Linked DNA regions of Triticum aestivum: region 1 is linked to region 2. A link is a contact called in public Hi-C data. All regions are on one chromosome and are shown on one strand. Each heading gives the region's core, a stretch centred on a gene start, on an enhancer-like site or on the middle of the called end of the contact. The rest is flanking DNA. Distances are from core to core; before and after follow the strand shown.

Region 1 (6,464 bases), core at 1,758-4,257, 290 kb after region 2:
CGAGTACTTTTCAAGCCACGAGACTTCTAAAATTCCAATTTGGTCTCTTTAATAAACAAGTGCCTGCCTTTTAGTATAGGAAATGAAAAGGCCTTGCTGTCCTGAAAAACTATACTATATGTTCGTACATTCACACCTTGTCATGTCCATGTGCCAATGATCTTCAATCTTGATTTTCAATGCCCATGAGCTGCTAGCAGAATTTGTCAAAGCATTAACCGTACTTTGCTTTCTTAGTTGCGCCTAACCGCAAAAGGTACACCACCATTTGGTATTGCCCTTTTTGATTTGTATAGTATCGGGGACGGACCGAAACATGCTTCAACGCGCACTCGTTATAATAGTAAAATAAAAAAGCACTAGAAAAAAAAACATTGATTTTCTTTAGGCATATATATAGTGTATGAAGTTCCACGAAGAAGCGACACCCGCGTGATAAATCCGGGTAAAAATCACAAAGTCTCAAAACTATATTAAAAAAACATTGTTTGAGGAATTGTATGGTCCTGTTATATTTTCTTCACCGAGAATACTACGGGTGTCAACACTTCACGAAACTTTTCACGTGAGAAGAATGGCCGACTAAGTTTGATACCTCAAAATTACAGAATATTTTTGTTTTAAATTACTGTTCATGTGGATATGCGTGAAACCAAGTTCACCTTGGTACTGTCGTATCAGAGACTTGAGTCTTTGTGTTTAATGTCCACATTTGCCATTTCAATGGGGTGCTGAGACTGGAGAATCCTTCAAGCATGCTTATCCGTTCCGCCTCCACGAGTAGTGCGTGTCTCAAATGTGACATGTTATCTGTAAACAGGCCTATAAACAGGTTCATCATACGCACATGTCTTTTTGATAACACTATACGCGCATGGTAAACAAATGCTAGGGAACGACAATTAAGATGCAAGGCCAACCCTCCAAGAGGACAAGAAGACAAAAGGTGACAAGACCAACGCCAAAGACAAAAGCAGTGCGGTCGCGGGCGGTTCTGGCTGCACGCCTGCGCCCATACAGTATTCACCCGAAAACGGACGATTCCGTGCTGGCGGAACCGAATAAAACGGACGACCGGCTCTTCCAGCAGTAGAATTTTCATTTCAAGGAGGGGGGGTCAATAATAATTCTCGTGGAACCGCGGCGAGATTACCTAGTACAGTACGTGGTCGTTCTTCTTGGCCACATACAGATGGCCTCTATGCTCTATGCCAGCCTGCTTGCGATGGAATTCTTTTCTCTTTTCGATCCCTTGCGATGGAATTCTCCGCCTGGTCGTCGATCAACGGAAGGACGGAGCTAGAGCCCCCTTGACCAAGCCAGCCAGTGCGTGCGTGTACGGCGTACCGGGCACGGTTTGGGAAATGGAACCACCTGCCTGCCGGCCGGCCCCGCTCTGCGCTTCCTCCTCGCGGGCGGCTGTACGCCATCATGCGTGCTCCTTGTGAGTGACCCGCTCCCAATCAACGAAAGCAAAAAGGCATCCCCTCTCGCGGTCTCGCTCGATCGGTGGCGCCAACTCGACATGCCCAAGGAACGATCATTTCATTCCACGGGCGCAGACGAGCAGCCAAGCTGCCGGCGCGTCATACGCGATGACACGCGGGCGCTCATGCGCTGCACGTCCGCTACGCAGCACCGAAACTATGGTCTGGTGTGCTCAAGTGCTCAGCCGTTCAAACACCGAACGCGCGAACATAGACGTACGTACTGGGCTTGAGATTTAAACAGTGGGCCTCGCCTTTCGTGTCCCTGTCATATGCCCGTACGTGCTGTTCCGGTGGAGAAGATGGCACGCGCGCGCCATTACTGCTGTTGAACTGACGCTAACCTGTCGGACCAGATAAGCCGAGACGAGCCCGAGTGGAGTTGCATAGTGCACTCTGTCAGCTGTCAAGCGCAGGGCGCGCATGGCACCCTGTCAAACGAGCTCTGCGCAGATGCATGCATGGCACGACCATGATTGCTCTTGTGCAAACATGCACGTTCCGCTTCAGCGCTTCAGCCTGATCGATCGCTTCCACACGACACGGTTACTTTTACCGCGCGGAAGAGGCGAAACTTCTGACGGCCAGTCACTGCAACCTGCTGGACATCCACATAAACCCGTGGCGTGGGCTGTGATCGGCCATCGGTCTATGTGATCGCTTCTCGAGACGGCGATGGAGCATACTCCCTCCGTCCACGAATAAGTGTACTTAATTTTTATCCTAAGTCAAAGTTTTAAAACTTTGACCAACTATATACAAAAAAGTAGTAACATATATAATATCAAATTGATATATTATGAAAATACATTTCAAAACGAATCTAGTGATACTAATTTAGTGTCATAAATGCTGCTACTTTTCCCTATAAAGTTGGTCAAAAATTTAAAACTTTAACTTATGACAAAAGCTAGAAGTACACTTATTCGCGGACGGAGGGAGTAACATTAAGCGAAACTCTTGTTTTGTCTGGCCGGTAAGACCTGGTGGTGAGCTTCCAACCCAAGATTCCAAAGGTTGCTTACCAAACTGATCTAGACCAAACCTTGATTGACATTGACCCCATGAAAGCCCAGCCTGTCTGCCTGTCTGCCTGGTCATCATGGAACGTTTCCCTTCCGCTGCAAGGCTGCCGGTAGCTCATCTCTCTTTCTGCGGACAGAACTACTCCATGATTATTTTTGTTGTTGGTGAGAGCGAACTGCAGCTCAACTCAAGTAGCCGTCGAGTGTTCCAGAGTTGGACGGATCGATGGCCTCACAGTCCCATCGCAGTACGTTTTGAGTAAGAAAAAACTCAGTTCGTGGGCCGTCTAAATCCAGAAGGCCGATGGCATCCACACCACCGTCGTGGGCCGTAAGTTGGAAGTAGACATTTCCATCCGAGCCCAAGCCCACACAGCCTCCACCACCACCAAAAGATTCCCGGCCTTTGGCCGCACGAAGTTGGAGCCCCACTGACAGCACTGACCCACACCACCGGACCCACCTGGCAGGCAGCTTGACGGAGGAAGGTGCTTCGTCGCCTTCAGCACCGGCTCCGCCTCTTTCCGTTCCGCGTCCCAGAAAAGAAGGGAGGAGAGCGGGCGACCGGAAGGCGGCGATGGCCATGGACCGCGTGCAGCTCCTCCTCGTCGGCCTCCCCGCGCTGCTCTTCATCTCCGACCTCTCCCACATCTTCGCGCCGCCGCCTCCGCACCTGCGCCACCCCCACGGCCACCCCCCGCACCACCGCCACCCTCATCCGCCCCACCATCCCCACCAGCCGCACCCGCCGCACCACCACCCCCACCCGCCGCACCACCACCACCCGGACCCCGCCGCCGCTGCCATACAGGTCGGTCGTAAACCCTAGCCCGAGATTCCTTTTCCCCCTTGTCGCGAGACCCTAGCCCGGAACTCTGTGGCTCCGATCTGGCCGGCAGAGCTGATGTTGTTATCTTTTTATTTTGGTGCAACCGCAGCAGCCCAATCTGGACGGAGGAGCTGGATTCGGCACAACCGTGGAGCTGCAATTCTGCGCCTCCTGCTCGTACAAGTGAGTCTCTGCGGACTGATGGTCGCTTGCTTGCTCAATTTGTGTTGTTAGTTTGCTTGTGTGGATCAAGTGAACCTATGCGTAGTGTAGCGGATATTGAGTGTTCCGGAATTGCTGTGTGCCTGCCTCAGTTGACCATACCCCAATACATGGGCCAGTTTATATATCATGCAAAATGATCTAGGAGGTGGATTATTTGGTACTCCAGTAAAACCAGTGTCACTGGTTGTTGTTAAATAGCAATTGCTAATGCCGAATGCGTTAATGCTCTGGTGACAGTGTTAATGCTTTGTTAAACATTAGAAGTCAGACACTGTTATGTATATGGATCAAGTAAGAGCTCCTACTGGAATTAATTTGGAATATTATTTAAATTGGAAAGAGATTGGATTAGAGTTAGAGGTCGAATTGGTATCCTTTGGTAAATTACTCAGGGGTCAAGTAAGTGCTCCTATATAAGGGCTGATTCTAGGAATAGAAATTGACCTATCGAGTACTTAAAAAAAAGGGCAACCTGGTGCATGTAGCTCCCGCTTGCGCAGGGTCCAGGGAAGGGTCCGACCACTTTGGGTCTATAGTACGCAGCCTTTCCCTACATTTCTGTAAGAGGCTGTTTCCAGGACTTGAACCCATGACCTCATGGTCACTCTTCGACAACGAAATCCATGAGGACCTCAGCACTGTGTTGTTGGGGCGCCTCACAATCTTGCTTCTGAATTACATAGGTAATGGTGGAATAGTTAAGTATATTCCGGATGTGGTTTGAGCAGACTGTTATGTAGGTTGCTGGTGAGGAGATAAGTGTATGTCTTTCTGATGTCAAGAAGTAAAAAGGGGGAAAACTCCTAAATGACAACTTGAAGGTTGTTGTGAGTTTATATTTTATCAATCTGTCATCTCCCTGGTTTATCCTCCTGAGCCGTTATGTAGTTTATTCCAAACTATCATATTCGTTCTATTTGGACATTTTTCCCCCGCTAGTTTGGTTATAAAGCTAACAGTGTACAGGGACAGGGAAGATGTGCTAGGGTTGCCAGCTCCTGATTACAGCTAACACAAAAGGCCCAGAACTGACCAACAAAAGAACTGACACGTCCAGAGTCTTGAAAAGAAGACAATACATAATCAACTTTGGTGTCAACGAAAACCACAAAGAACAAGCAGTACACCTTATAATGCACCTATGTATGGCCACGGTGCACAGGCATCTGTTGACAAATCTTATCCATCGGTTCCAACAACTTCCCCTTCTCCTGGTCCTTCAGCATTACCTCCATTGCTGCACAAAATATAAAATACTTGTAAAATACATCTTCTGTTGCTTTGGCATCTTCATCTCCATTGCCATCTTGTCACGCACATTCCAAATTCCCAGGCTACTGCTGAAAAGCAGAAGATCATCACCTTTCTGTTTGACCTGCTAGGCTGTTACTACACATAATGTAGTGTCTAAAGAAGTCTCCAATGTTGTTTGGGGACCCTGTCCCTGGACATGCTGATCCAGACTTAGTTGGCAAGCAAAAGGTTAAAACAAGATCTGTTTCACTTCTTCTTCCAATCCACATAAGCTGCATTTCGCTGAACCCTTCCACTTCTCAATCTGCCCCACATCAGCTGGCTATCTGTTCCGAATAACTTACCAAAGAAAAATCGATATGCACACTTGTGAGGGTTCTACTTTAGTCTAAACTATGAATGATGATAACATTGTAAGCATGATGCAATATCGTTGCTTTCATCTGGTTTGCACAGTTCAGGTTGAGTTCAGCTATAGATGACAATGTTTTGAGCATGCATTATTCATTTAATATAAGCTGACAGTAAGCATATTCATTGACTTAAAATGTTTCTAGCTTCAGGTCAGCTGAGATTTAACTTGCATTGATTGGTTAGTAGTAACCAGTTCTTTAGTGAGACTTAATGATTGTCGGATACTACAGTTCCTGTGCCAGCTTCTCTGTCTCTAGCAAGTGGTAATGAACAACACGACATCTTCTCTGGTCGTAGGTCGGTATGGCTTGCTGTATTAAAAAAAAACCTTTGTTAAAAACTTAAAACGGTTTATGTAAAACTAAATGTTACGTCTTGAAAATTCTTGTAGCAGCATGTTCTATAGACAATTGGTTTTCCAAGTTCCAACACACTTACTGATTTTGTGTGCTGCCACTTATTAATTACTCCCTCTGTCCCATAATAAGTGACTCAAGTTTGTGCTAACTTTGTATTAAACCTAGTATAAACTTGTCACTTATTTTGCGACAGAGGGAGTATAATGTTAGGAATGCACAATTAGTGTGGTAGGTACGCAGATCATATTTATTTTATAGGAAGATTGGGTCCATGCTGCTGCAGAGTTTGAGAAGTATATAAATAGCACACCAAAAATTCTACTCTACTGTAGTGTCATTCTGTGACAAAGTACGAAGACCTTTTTCTAAAAAATTCATTATCACTTTGGTTTGTTTTCTTTGGCATGTGTTCCCAATGTTTGCGGAATACATAACAATTTCGTTAGTATGAGCACTAAAGAAACTCAGAAAGGGTTTACCAGCTTTAAGAGAACAATGCCATGATGACTGCTGTGCCATTTCCCCCTAGTTTCCCTTTATTCTATTCACTTACATATTTTCTTTTTGCTTCATTTCTCGCAATCACAAGTTTGCAGCAACCCATCCTTCCCAATTCTAGCTATCAACCTATCACCACCTTTTCTTTCATCTAGTTACACTGTCCTTGACTCCTTTGCCATCCCACCACGAGGTTGTAGGAATGAGGAGACACATGTTGTAGCCTGCTTCAACTGTTGTAAGTGGCCACTCTCTTGCAAATGATGTGTGGTTGCTGGAAGCCCCCCCCCCTCTTAGAGGTTCATGGAGGGATTGGAGGGTCTGGGATGACCTAGTTGGTGGATCCTTCAGGCCTATCATCAACAGAGCAGGC
Region 2 (6,771 bases), core at 4,201-6,700:
GCACCAGCTACAAGCCTGCGATTTCACTCGTTTCCCATCTTTACAGATCCATCCTTGATAAGCCTTATGCTTAGGCTATTGAAACGTCCTCTCGAATAATGCCGCGAAGCCTTTCGCCAGTCTGTGCCAGTTTTCATCATTGCTACAAACTCTTCGAAGCTAATTTTGCCATCCTGCAGAAACAATCAAAGCAGATGTTTAGTATCGAGAGGGATACATTCTGAAGGGTGTACCTTCCTTTTGGCACAAGTGCAAATGAACCTCCACCTTGTCGGTGTCAACTTCTTGCAATATGTCCTTCACCACTTCAGTAATATCAACCGCCCCATCCTCCGCCAGGGCCTCCTGAAGCTCCTCAGGCTCGATAAAACCGTCGCCGTCCTTATCGAAAAACAGGAAGGCCCGCCGAAGGTGCTCATCATTTGCCATCCTTTGTAGATGAAGTGAGACAGCCAAAAATTCACCATAATCTAGTGCTCCTCTACCATTTGTATCCACCTAACATCCAACCAAAAAAGATCAGATATGCAAATCTTCAACATTTTGTTCTCGTAAATACTAGAGGACCCTACACAAGTCAAGCCATTTGGACTACTTAATTCTCAAGTTGACTCTCACGTCACATGCAATAGTGTTATACTCTTATTATGAACCTTAAGTGACCCCCAAAAAATGATGGTAAATGATAAAGAATGAGCAGGTACATTTGGGTTCTATATGTTCAACCTGTATAAATCAAAACTTCAGAAAAATGTTAGCCATGAGGCTCTAGAACTCATCTGTCATAAACAACATATGAAGTGAGTAGAACAGAAATGTCCTTACTGGAAATGAAAGTGCAAGTTTATTACTCCCTCCGTTCCTAAATATAAGTCTTTGTAGAGATTTTGCTATGAATCACATACGGATGTATATAGATGCATTTTAGGGTGTAGATTCATTCATTTTACTCCGTATATAGTTCATAGTGAAATCTCTACAAAGACTTATATTTAGGAACAGAGGTAGTATATCCTTTATCCCTTAATGCTACTATTCAAGGTCCCAAGAACTAAACTGATTCAAAAAGGGACCAACAATTACAATACTTCTACCCATCTGGTACAAAAAACATGTCAATATATTTTACTGCATTTCCAGTTGATCGAGCAATAGAACTATGTACCAGACATAATTTTTTGCAGAAATAATGCCATTCAGTTTGGACTGTGACCAAAGATAGAGGCTCAGTTAATCTAACTGAACATTTTAATAAGCAAGCAAAACCCTGTATATACTTACAGCTTCTATTAACATTTGCACTTCAGATTCTGCAAGGTGAGAACCAAATTTTGCGATCCCGCTCTTCAACTCTTCATATGAGACTATACCGTCATTATCAGTATCCATCACTTTGAACATCTCCTTTATGTCCTCAACTTCTTCAGCCGACAAGTGGTCAGCAATAACCTAGTCAAATAAATTTCGTCAGTACAACATATTTTCAATGTAAATTTGAGAGAGATATTCAGTATCAAAGGGGGAAAAATCGATTAATGGGAAAACGAAATGCAAACCCTTAAAGCTCTTCTTTTGAATCTGTTCATCCTTGAAAACTGCTTCAGCCTTGACTTCACAATGTCTCCAAGAGGAACATTTGGAGCTTTCTTGGCATTTTGAAGCCATGTATGCTCTGTGACAACAGAAATCGAGAATATATATGAATATCAAACTATGTCAAAAAAGACTGAAGAAATACAAGATGCACAGTAACATAAAGTCGATTAAATGTGTGGATAACTGGTGGATAGTATGGAGACTTGGATAGTCGGTTCAATAGGCATCCCGCGATTGTAAGAAGGAACACATGTAGCTTAAATATTAGAACATGAAGCAGCAAAATGAAGAAATGGCTTTGTTTATTTTGCTAAAATATTAGGCACATACTAACTCAGTATAGTGCAAAATCAATATAATGCTGTCCATGTCTTGGATAATCGACAAGCTTCTTTTTATTGCTTTTATTTTGAGAATCTCAACACACTCCATGTAATAGCCATCTAGTGCTTGGAACTGTGTTTCATGCCAGACATCGACGGTGTATCTCAAGTTTACAGCAACATTTAAAATCTGCTTCCTCAATCATCATTTTACTCTCGGCACCCTCACCCGTCAGATTTCTACTTATGTTTACTTTTGGATTCAGCATTGCTCAGTATATTACATCCAGCTTACAGAAGTCAAAAATATGCTACCAGAAAATATAGCGAGGCAACTACCAGAGCAAGGATTCAAAGTGGATCCTGCATAACTTTTACTACAAATTGATCTGAGTATTAGATCCAATGTGACAACAGATTTACCGCATAGCCAAAATAAACTACATAACATGACATCAGGATATGGTTGGTAGATACTTATGTGCAAAAATGGGGAACTATTCAAAACAATGCAGAATGGTCCAGTGATCTTCTAGCTATCAGACTACACGTTGCCAATTGAAAAACAGAACATGAAAGGGGGTTCAGGCTGAAGTTTAAAGCAGCACCAAACAGTAGGAACTTACGCAAATTTGATGTTTCAGGAACTCTGAGGATATAGAAACTAACATAACACAGTGCCGGTTTGAAAGCACTACCACTATGTACATCTTACCAAGAACTTGCTTTGCCGTTAGCCTGATTTTCGGGTCAGGCTGAAGCATCTGCCGAACTAGATCTTTAGCATTATCAGAAACATGGGGCCAGGGTTCTCTCTTAAAATCTATATTTCCCCGAAGGATAGCTTGTGCAACTCCTTGTTCAGTCTCTGCAATATAGCATGGTAAGACCGGGCGAGAGCGAAGCTGAAGGATAAAAGGTTCTCACAAAGATAAGGCAAAGTACCAGCCCAAAATGGAGGAACACCGCATAACAATATATACAAGATAACGCCAGCACTCCAAATGTCTATTTCAGGTCCATAGTTTCTCTTCAGCACTTCAGGAGCCATATAGTAGGGACTTCCCACAATTTCAGAGAACTTCTCACCTAAACAATCGCATAATGCCATCATATTATGTATGGTACAAAATGTTTAAACATATATGCATAACAGACATTTCACAGGGAATAATTAAAGGCGTGCGACAGATAGCAAAGTAAATCATCAAAGTTCCAGTTGACTCGAATTACAAACATAAAAAGTGATATTTGAGGGTTTTCTTGACATAAAGAGGCATTACAATTCCAACTGTGTCGTATAAGGAAAGGGACGCCACACATTTTCAGATGGCTTATCTATTAGTACGTTCTTCCTACAAGGACGCTGCTGCAAGGACACGTGTTTTCAAGCCTATAAAGATGCTATGTTGATTAATACCAAAGGCCAGATTGGCAATAAGATGTGCTGCCTAAAAACATTTGGGATGCCTATAATCAACAGCGAACAAATCCACAAGAAACAGACAGACCACTTTCTTTTTGTGAAGCAAGTTAAATGTATCAAGCTACGGCAACGGCAAGATATAAGTCCACAAGTTACAACTGTTTGGTGGCTCAATACATACATTAAAATCAATTGGAGCCAATTCTTAGTGATTGAAACAAACAAACAAACAAACCAAGTGAGCAAGATCAGTATGGCAACGAAGACAAGGTGCTTGTAAGTATTGATGGCATGAAGGACAAGTGACACACGAGCAAGGGTGGGAATTCAACAATAAACTCAATAAGGTTCAAGCTGTGCGATGTGAAATGTTCCATAACAGGAAATCAACAAGAGAAATATGGTATAGAACCGAGCATAGATTTACAGCACATTAATGATTCAAGTAGTTCAAGACTTAATTACTTTTTCAACAAGAGGGTAAGAGATATGGAGCAGAAATGAACAGATGGTGCCTATTGAGTGAGAGCAAGCAATATAAAGGGGCACAACTGTGTAAAACTGTTATCAGTACTGTTTCAAAGTTTACTGTGGCATATTTTTCATGATCAGTATGACTTCTTATAAATAATAACCAATACTACTGCCGTGGTGCCGCAAAATGAGCTGCTTATAGATAACGATAAGTCAACTAACAGCTACGTATAGATGATGATAGGCCACCAGATGCCTTAGTATTTCCCAAAATAATTGAGCTCAGGTTCAACATGGGATCAACATACAGATACCAAGACTTGGTATGGAGCATGGACTACAAGCAAAACGACATTACACTATTTTTGGCAACAGCAATGTGCCGTCTGATCCCACTAATGATTCCCAAATCCTAAAAATAGCAGTCGCCCATGAACCAGCAAGTGAACCTAGCACCTATAAGATTCCAATGCCTGGACTAGCAGCACAACCTGCAAGAGCCAACTATATCAAGAGACATACTACCGAGTACTGACATACCACTAACTTGCTACGAAAGAAAGAATACATCTAAAAAGTCCTACCAAAAGAGAACCACCAAAATCTAGTTCTAGTCAGATTACGCAAGCACGAAAATAGCACTCAGCTACAGTAGCGAGCACTACCAAAAATTCCACCCAGAAACGGCCACCAACCCACGGATCACGCGCTTAGACAGAAAAGAAAAAAAAACGTCCAAAAGTGCAGCGACCAGTTCGTCCGAATCACGGTGGATCTCGGCGGCTCACCGGGCTTGAAGAAGATGGAGAGGCCGAAGTCGATGGCCTTGAGCGGGGAGTTCTCCTTCTTGTTGGCGAAGAGGAAGTTCTCGGGCTTGAGGTCGCGGTGGATGACGCCGTGGTGGTGGCAGAGCTGCACGACCTCGACGATGGTGCGCGTGACGGCGGCGGCGGCGCGCTCCGTGTAGTGGCCCCGCGCGACGATGCGGTCGAAGAGCTCCCCGCCCTCGCAGAGCTCCATGACGAGGTGCACGGCGCCCTCGTCCTCGCAGGCCTCCCGCAGCGTGACGATGCTGGCGCTCCGGGGCAGGTGGCGCATGATGGCCACCTCCCGGCGCACGTCCTCCACGTCGACGGGGGTGCGCAGCTTGCGCTTGGAGATGGACTTGCAGGCGAGCAGCTCCTTGGATCCCCGGTCCATGCACAGGTACGTGACCCCGAACTCGCCCCGCCCCAGCTCCCGGTCCAGCGCGTACTTGTCGTCGATCCCGCCGCTCACGTCGCGGCCCTCCTCCCCGAGCACCGAGAGGCGCTTCTTCTCCCCGCCGGCGCCGGCGCCGGCCCCGCCTCCGCCTCCCCCCGCGCCGCCGCCGTTGCGCGCCTGGTGGGGCTTCTTCTTCCCGGCGGAGGCGGGGAAGTGCGACGACGAGACGTCCTCCCGCGCCGCGGCCGCCGGGGAGCGGCAGCAGTTGCCCATGGCCGCGCGAGATCGGGGGTGGGGCCGCTAGGGTTCGTACGGCATTGGGCGCCGCGCGGGTGGGGGAGGAGGACGGGTCGAGGAGGAGGAGAGAGAGATGAACTGACTGCTGTGCCGAGGGACAGAGAAGGGGGTGCTACTGCTAGCTAGAGAGGCAGAGCGGTAGTAGTCTTTGGAGTAGTAGAGAGGGACGAGACCTGTGTCGTCGGGTATAACGGTATGGGGGAGCCGTGGGGGACGGGGCGCGGGGGACGCGTAGCCGCGGGGGCGGTGGTGGGGAGGACAATGGTGGGGAACATTCCCACATGTGATGATGGTTTGGTGAGCCCGATGGGTCGCTGGACGGTGGACCCGAGGGCGGGGTCGGGGCCTCTGCGGGGAGTTCGGGGGTGGCGGGGCCCACGGTCGTCGGCAGTTTGACCGGATTCCGCGACCGGGGTTTCGTTTCGACGGCGAGATAAAAACCAGGCCCCGATTGGCCATTGTTTAGTGAATTGTAATCTGGTGAAAGATGCTGTCAGAAAGTTTTCTTAAAACCCGGTGTTACGCGATTGCATCAGCCCGTGTAACAAGGAATCGGGATATAATCTGCGACTGGGCGTTAATTAAAGGGGAAATTTTTGAAGAACGCGATGCTTGGTTATTAAATCCTGAATGTCATCAGAATCTACAATGTGGATGCTGGTTTAGTACCTTTTGTTCCGTTATCAATGACAGTGGAATCGGCCCCTGTGTCGCTTGGGAGAAAAATCTTGAACGCGGGAATGAAAAAAACATGCAACTAATGAACAGAAATACAAATAGTCAAATACAAATACGAGAAAACAAAGGAGATGGTTAGACTGCGCGTAAAAGATGAATTTGTTGTAGGAGTGTTGTGATGTAAAGATAAAAGATGTGTCCAATGGTTTATTTCATCCAACATCAAAGCTATGTTTCACTATCATCATGATTACAGAGTACTACAAGATATCCATATACCCTTAGCTTCGCCGGTTCTCGGCCCTCTCTCTCCCTATGAAGCGCACGTAATCATTGTCGTCGGTTGTGGCCCTCCTTTCTCCCATGAATCTACCTTTCCTTCCCGCCATCACATTAAGCGACCTCGAGGTACCACTGTCTTATCCTCCTCTCACCTTGACGGTGGCGGCGGCCTAACGTACAAGCCTACTGATTTCCTCCTCTGGATCGAGTGGCTAGCTCAATCTTAATGGCAACAAGAAGTCTCCCTCATTGGCGGCGCCGAGCTCTCATCTTTATAGGTCGCGGCGCAATGTCAGTGTGTGGCCAGGATGACCATGGAGGCAGCGAGGTGTTGTAGCAAGACTGCGAAATACGTGTGTAGGCATGTACAAGGTTGTGGGCTCTTGTGATCAAAGGTTGTAGCACCACTAACTCGCTATATTGGCCTAATCACCATAATAACTGCCAATATAGCGGTAAACACACAGATTGACACTCTAACGGAGTCGTCAT

What was found. Hi-C and Micro-C count contacts between places; a contact is called where the count stands out from the background.
Region 1: a contact with region 2 is called in a Hi-C map of leaf, with 9 times the contacts expected there. The contact joins the promoter of LOC123136575 here to the promoter of LOC123136564 in region 2. A contact is called at or near these places in 3 of 5 Hi-C or Micro-C datasets (all in leaf) and 1 of 1 datasets of contacts at active chromatin or transcription factors (leaf).

The regions. Positions count from the first base shown.
Region 1 is chr1B:528,850,641-528,857,104 of IWGSC CS RefSeq v2.1, forward strand. LOC123136575 (selT-like protein) reads left to right here and starts at 3,008. Exons shown (of 4, transcript XM_044555986.1): 1 at 3,008-3,323; 2 at 3,451-3,524. The coding sequence starts at 3,090.
Region 2 is chr1B:528,553,878-528,560,648 of IWGSC CS RefSeq v2.1, forward strand. LOC123136564 (calcium-dependent protein kinase 16) reads right to left here and starts at 5,451. Exons shown (of 7, transcript XM_044555970.1): 1 at 4,608-5,451; 2 at 2,865-3,008; 3 at 2,635-2,787; 4 at 1,557-1,672; 5 at 1,282-1,449; 6 at 268-498; 7 at 1-173. The coding sequence starts at 5,295. The coding sequence ends at 24.